2 separate regions of the Arachis hypogaea genome follow, and region 1 is linked to region 2. The links are chromatin contacts, called in public Hi-C maps. All regions are on one chromosome and are shown on one strand. The core of a region is the stretch at or near the end of the contact, and the rest is flanking DNA. Distances in the headings are between cores, read along the strand shown.

Region 1 (3,310 bases), core at 325-2,824, 150 kb before region 2:
GTGACAAACAACCCCTAAATGGTTGTAAACTGCAGAATGCAGATGCTGCAGCAATATTGTGGTTGTGGTTGACTGCAACGCCAATTTCGGTGTGTCTTCCATTCACATAACTTGACTACAACCTCACCACATTTCGGCCATAACCAACTGCAAAAAGACTCGAATTCAAGTTGCAAACACAAGAAATCTACACTTTAACACATGCAATCCCAACAACCGCAACTGGACTCGGTCGCACAAAATCTAACTATGCTTAACAACAACAACAACAAAGTCTTATACCATTAGATGGATGTGGTTGGTCACAGAGATTAGATGACCCCATGATGTTTCATTATAAAAGCCTAACTATGCTCACAGAGAGTAAGTGATAAAACACATTTTGGCAATTTAGTATCATGCCAGATAGCCTTTCTTTTAAATAACTCACAAGAAATAAAAATAAGAAGAGCTCAGAAGGAAAGGCACCTCTTCAAATTGCAGTTATGAGGTTGCCATCTCCAATGCTGATAACCCAAATCATTCCTTCCATGCTTATGACATGCCAATTGGTCAGACATATAAGGGCAATCTGCCTCATTGTACAATGGATATGAACCATTATCAAACACCCATTTTCCTGAGAATACATCACATTTTTTCGTCCCCAAACTCCGGTGGCCGCTGAAACCCCGAGAACCGCCGCCGCCGCCGCCACTACCAAGGCAAGCAATTTTCCTGCCACTATACTCTACTGTGGAGTTGCATCTACTGAATCTATCCAAAACCTCTATCATCCAACAAAAACCACATAAACCCATCTCAACAAGTCAGAGACAAAGCACAAATCAAAGTCACAAAGCTCAAAACTTTAACTAAACCCAGAAAAGTTCTCTACTTTGAACATAAGAAAAACCACACCTGAAGCTCGATTGAGAAGGTTGGGTTTGACATAAGTAACTGAAACATGTTCTTCTTGATGAATACGAGCATGATCTGGGTTCTCATGGATTTGGTGAATGCTGTGCTCACTGTGAAGTGTTGAGAAAGCTATGAACGCCACCAAGAACAGCACAAGCAGTGGAAAATAAGGGGTTTTCTTTCTGCCGCTATTGCTCCACTTCCATCTCTGCATGGTGGTAAAGTCTGAAACTTTGATCCAAAGGGTATTCAAAAAAGAAAGAAAAAAGCATATATCAACTGAAAACAAAAAAATCAACTTCAGATTTATGATGGGGTATAATATATATGATTGAACAATGATTCAGTGATGGTGCATCTGGTGGTGGTGATGGATTGGGACCTTTTAGATTTATTAGAATTGGGACACAAAAGGCGTTTGAATTGTGCTGTCATAACTAGCTGTTCTATGCTCTTACTTTATTTTAATGGCAAATACTTAAAAAATTGAAGGATGTTAATAACAACCAAGATCCTTTCACCATTTTTTACCTGAGCTATCACCATTTGTTGTGACAGTGGTTGTTGTTGGAAGTTGGGAACCTGCCATGATACTTTTTCTTAAGCGCTTAAGGGTGTTGACTTGTAATAGGATTTAAGTTGACTTCGGATTGATAGAGATGGAAGGAGAAAATTACGAGTTAAACTCCACTTTGGTTTTTGAGATTGACGAGTTGCACCTATTTAGTCCTTCAGATCTCAATTGCACCAAATTAGTCCCCCAAATTCAAAAAAATGCACCACGTTAGTCCTTTTCCTATTTTCCGTCACCGGAAGTCTGACGCCGTTAGTGACTTGGCAAATATTGCCACGCTGGACACAGTAACGGTTATATGACGTGGCCTAAAGTTTGAATTGCTCCAATTTAGTCCTTACCCCCCTTTTAAAACCTAAGTTCATCATGTGACCCCATCATCTTCTTCTTCTACCCGTTTCTCTTTGGTTCTTTGTCTCCTGCTCCCTTCCGAGTTTACCAGCATGATTGCAAGTGGGAGCCAGAGTTCCATGCGGTCCAACAGTAGGAGTTCCAGTCAAAGTAGAGCATCGGTTGTTCCGCAGTGGTGTGGGTGTGGGTGCCGCCCTGTTTTTCGGTAGTCCACAACAGAGGCTAACCCTAACAAGCCATTCTTTGGGTGCCCTAACTACAATGTTAATGGTAAGAGGTGGTGTGGTTTGTTTGTCTGGGCTGACATTGGAGAAGAAGACCTGAGAGGAAGGGTAATGTCTACTGTGGATGGTGACCAAGTTAGGGTGGATTTGGCTTGGAGAATTGGGAAGATAGAAGCTGAAGTTAGAACCCAAAAGATGTACATTTTAGGTTTGGCTTTGTTTGTAGTTTTTGTTGTTGGTTTTATGTTGGTAGTAAAAGCTTGAAGATGAGTTTGTGTTACTGTATTCAGGGTAGAAGTGTATTAGAAGAAAGAAAATTTTTTCTTCTCAAATGTCATAGTTGTTTTCTATCATTCAATGAAATTGCTGAAAGAAATTGCAAAAAAATGCATCTGAAGTAACATAATTGAAGTTGGAAGAAATTGTAACAATAAAAATATCCATATCAATAAGTTTTAACAAAAGTAACAATAATCCTGCCATACTAATGACAACTCTTAAGACAAAATACACCTTAGCCAAAGGACACAGAGTGCCATCATTGTCATATTCTATTCAAATATACTAAAAGTCTACTGCCATAAATTCAGGCCACAAAACAAAAAAGCATCATTTACAAAAAGCTGCCAAGTTTCATCTAAAGTAGGCAAAAACAGAATCAGGTACATCTTCATTTCTTCTTCCTTAGTGGCTTGAAGCCAGGTGTTGGGACAAATTTCAGGAAGTTGGCCAGTCTGGAAGATGTCGTTGAGCTTGCTCCTTGTAGTGGATCCACAGTAATCGATCCTGATGGTGGTGTGGAGGACCTCCTTCTTGTCTGCAACTTGGATGGTCTCGCAGGTGGATCCTGTTTTAGTAGGACATAAATTCAGTTGAACGTGGACAACAATTTTGAGTATGAGTTTTGAAACTAAATGCAACTACCTCTTAACTATGTTGGGACTGTTGTGCATCGGAGTAGTTTGGCTGGGAGAGGTCGATCTCAACTGGTGCAGGTGGTTGAGCAGGGGCTTCCGGAGCAGCTTGAGATGGTGCTTCTGGAGGAGCCTGAGCAGGTGCATCTGGAGGAGCTTGAGTAGGTGCTTGTTCAGTGGGCTTTGTCTTAGCAGCAGCTGCAGCTGCAACTACATCAGCAATAGCTTGAGCAACATCAGCTGCTTTTTTTTTTGGACAACCCCTCTTTGTGTGCCCCTTTTGTAGACAGTATTTGCAGGTAAACGGTTTTAGTTGTCTCTTTAGAGTCCCAGTTATCTTAGACTTC
Region 2 (3,370 bases), core at 269-2,768:
ATAACAAATTTTGTAGTGGTCGCAAATTCAGTCACTAAGAATTACAATAGCGATCGATTTAGTGACCAATTGTTCTAACCCCATGATTTCATAGTTGGTCTCTAAAATCGGTTGTTATATTATTTCTTAGCAACCGATTTAGCGACCGCTACATTAGCGACCAAATTAATGACCAACTATTTTTTCAACCTATTTTTATATCGGTTGCTAATTCAGTCGCTAAATTATAAAATAGCAACCGATTTAGCGACCAACTACTTTAAAAGCAGCATTTTAAAGTTGGTCGCTAAAACAGTTACTATTTTAACACTTAGCACCCGATTTAGTGACCAACTTCTTAGCGACCGATTTAGCGACCAACAATTATTAAGCTTGTTTTTATATTGGTCACAAAATCAGTCGCTAAATTAAAAATAGCAACCGATTTAGTCACCAACGGACCCCAAAAGCCTTTTTTTGTTTTAGTTGCTAATTCAATCGCTAAATTAAAAAATAGCGACTGATTTTAGTGACCAAGAGTGGGTAGTCACTAAATCGGTCACTAATTGAAATTTAGCGACCAATTTAGCAACCAACTTTTTTTTCTAAAAAATTTTTATTGGTCGCAAAATCGGTCATTATTCTAAAACTTTTTTGTAGTGATATAAGATTCAACTTAGTTGTAATTCACATACACAATTTTATAATCTCAAATTCTTTTTTCAGTCTTTCTCTCTCTAATTCTCTAATTCTTGTTCAAACTAGTATTCGTTCATTATTAATAGAAAATTTTTAAAAAAATAAAATTCTTACAAATATTTGTTGACAAAGTCAACCTCACAAATATAATTTTAATGGGTAATATACTATTCATACAATTCAGAAATGTTAAACAATCAATAATTATACCTACACATTTTTATGATAAATATCATTCTAATACAAAGAAAAAAAATATAGTAGTAGCATGAAAAAATTGAAAAAAATAATATTAGTTCATGTAGTATTTTCTCTTGTTGATTATCTCTCCTTTTTAACCAAACATTTATTTTTCATACACCAACTCAGCTTGACTTTACAAAACTCTTAATTAAAATAAAAAGAATACAAATAATAGTAACTTAATTTTAAGTCTCCACAAAACTCCTCAATTTGGATAAAATAAATTGATTATCCAAGATTTTTTTTTTTAAGATTATTCAAGTTAACATATATTTGATTAAATTATGAACTAATAAAATTACGTAAACACTAAAAATTAATTACTAAATTAGTTATTCGTATATAATATATATTATAATATGAAAATACACTAAAAACAAGTTAAACAATAAATAATAATTTATCAAACAAAACCGGACTTTGAAATAAATAGAAAATAAAGAATAGTAAGACAAATAAGTTATAGAAAATTTTGTAAAAAATTTATAGATTCTAAAAAATAAAAGTACTAAGTAAATTTTCGAAAAACTTCTATGGTAAATTTATAAATTAAAAAAAAAAGGCTATAATAACGCAATTCACTCTTACCTATAATTAATAATTCCATCCTTAAATTCTTAAGGACTTTATGTACGTATAAATAAATTACAAAAACTTCTTAAAGACTATTTTTGTATTTTTTATTCTTTAAAACCTATAAGTCTATAGTAAAATTTTCCATGAACATGTCGTATTTCTCAAAAAATAAAATATTAATTATACATAATTAATGATATTATTATTTGGAGCGAAAAGTCGAAAGGAAGAACGAGGAAAAAGTCGTTTCTTTCTTTCTCTGAAGGAAGGTAGAAAGAAAGGAGCAACAATAATAAAAACAGAACCTTTTTTGTTTGCGTTTGAAGAATAAGAAGAAGAAGAAGAAGATGGATGCGATAGCAGGCAAAGTTGGATCCTATTGGTTCAATCAAAAGGCCAAGGGGGAACTTAGTTCCGTTGGTAATGACATCAACGTGTGTAATTTTCTCTTTTTCTTACCAAAATTTTGCACTTTTTATTTCAATCATGATTATTTATTGTGATTATTGTTGTTGTTATTATTTTTTATGATGGAGGATCCTTCTAGGTTCTCAGAATTGGTGAAATTGTTTATTAATCTGTGAGAATTGAATTTTGTACTCCTTTTGAAATTAGTCTATTCTATCATTTTGGATCAACAACGGATTTTTATTTGATGACCCTTTATTGGATTTGGATGTCTGAAATTTTCCATTAAATTAAATCCATAGGTGTAATCATGCAGAATATTTGAGCTATAAAATCAATTTTTCAAACAATGTATTTTCTTCTGTTGTAAGTAATCAAAGTTATCTTTTACTTGTAAAAACTAAATTATGTATGATTGATTTAAATATACAAGTTATGGTTTTGAGAAATTCTGTGACTTAATTAGGTTCACGAATTAAGATTATTTTCCTCACCCGCTGTTAAAGAATGCAGCTACATCATAATTGAACATTGAGTTTTCCTTTTTAATAATCCTATTACTGTTTCCATTAGAATACAACAAATGTTTAGGATAATTTTTTTGGCTTGAAGAATGCTTAAATTGACACCTCTTTTTTCATTGATGATTAGTCACTGCAAAGCAGTATTGAAGGAGGAGCAAAATGGTTGGTTAACAAAGTAAAAGGTTTGTAACTCTTTACTTGTTTGACATTAATCATATACACTTGATAACCACCAATAGTCCAATATTTTGATTTTGATGTCTAATTCTGCACTTGTTTACAATCTGATTTTCACAAAAAGTATGTCAATTTTTTCGAGATCCTATTAGATATAAAGGTGATTCTAGTTTTCGACATCAGATGGTTCTATTTGACATAGCACTATTGGTATTCTTCAGAACATTGTTGCATAGATTTAGAATATATATGTCTACTATTCCCATTGATGCTGCAGAAATTCAATTTAAGATTCCTGATTTCTATTTTGATAACATTGCTTCCACAGGATCGGTTCAAAAGCCATTGCCGGAATTGCTAAAGGAGTATGATCTACCAAGTGGACTCTTCCCTAAAGATGCAACAAACTATGAGTTCAATCCAGAGACAGGAAAACTAGTTGTTAACATTCCTCAAGTATGTGAGGTCGGTTACAGGGATCAAACAGTCATGCGATTCTCCACCACGGTGATTGGTCAACTTGGAAAAGGAAAACTAGCTGAGATAGAGGGAATGAAGACAAAAGTAATTATCTGGGTTAAGCTTACCATGGTTTGGACCGACGAATCGAAACTCTACGTGAGTGCTGGCCTAAAGAGAACAAGGAGTAGAGAGGCATATGAGGTTATAAGAAATGGTATTTGTGTAGATAGGTTCTGAGTTACACTAGTTTACTAAAAGGGTTGAGATTATGTAAAAGAAAAAAAAAAAGCATGGTATGTTTG

The links. A called contact is a pair of places that touch in the nucleus more often than the background predicts.
Region 1: a Hi-C map of an unstated tissue shows a contact between it and region 2, with 3 times the contacts expected there. The contact joins the promoter of LOC112728063 here to the promoter of LOC112728058 in region 2. A contact is called at or near these places in 3 of 8 Hi-C or Micro-C datasets (leaf and an unstated tissue).

Annotation. Positions count from the first base shown.
Region 1 is chr12:106,166,341-106,169,650 of arahy.Tifrunner.gnm2.J5K5, reverse strand. It overlaps LOC112728063 (protein trichome birefringence-like 35), which reads right to left and starts at 1,574. Exons shown (of 7, transcript XM_025778044.3): 1 at 1,432-1,574; 2 at 901-1,108; 3 at 469-769. The coding sequence starts at 1,446.
Region 2 is chr12:106,017,341-106,020,710 of arahy.Tifrunner.gnm2.J5K5, reverse strand. It overlaps LOC112728058, which reads left to right and starts at 1,518. Exons shown (of 3, transcript XM_025778038.3): 1 at 1,518-1,931; 2 at 2,557-2,611; 3 at 2,935-3,370. The coding sequence starts at 1,845. The coding sequence ends at 3,305.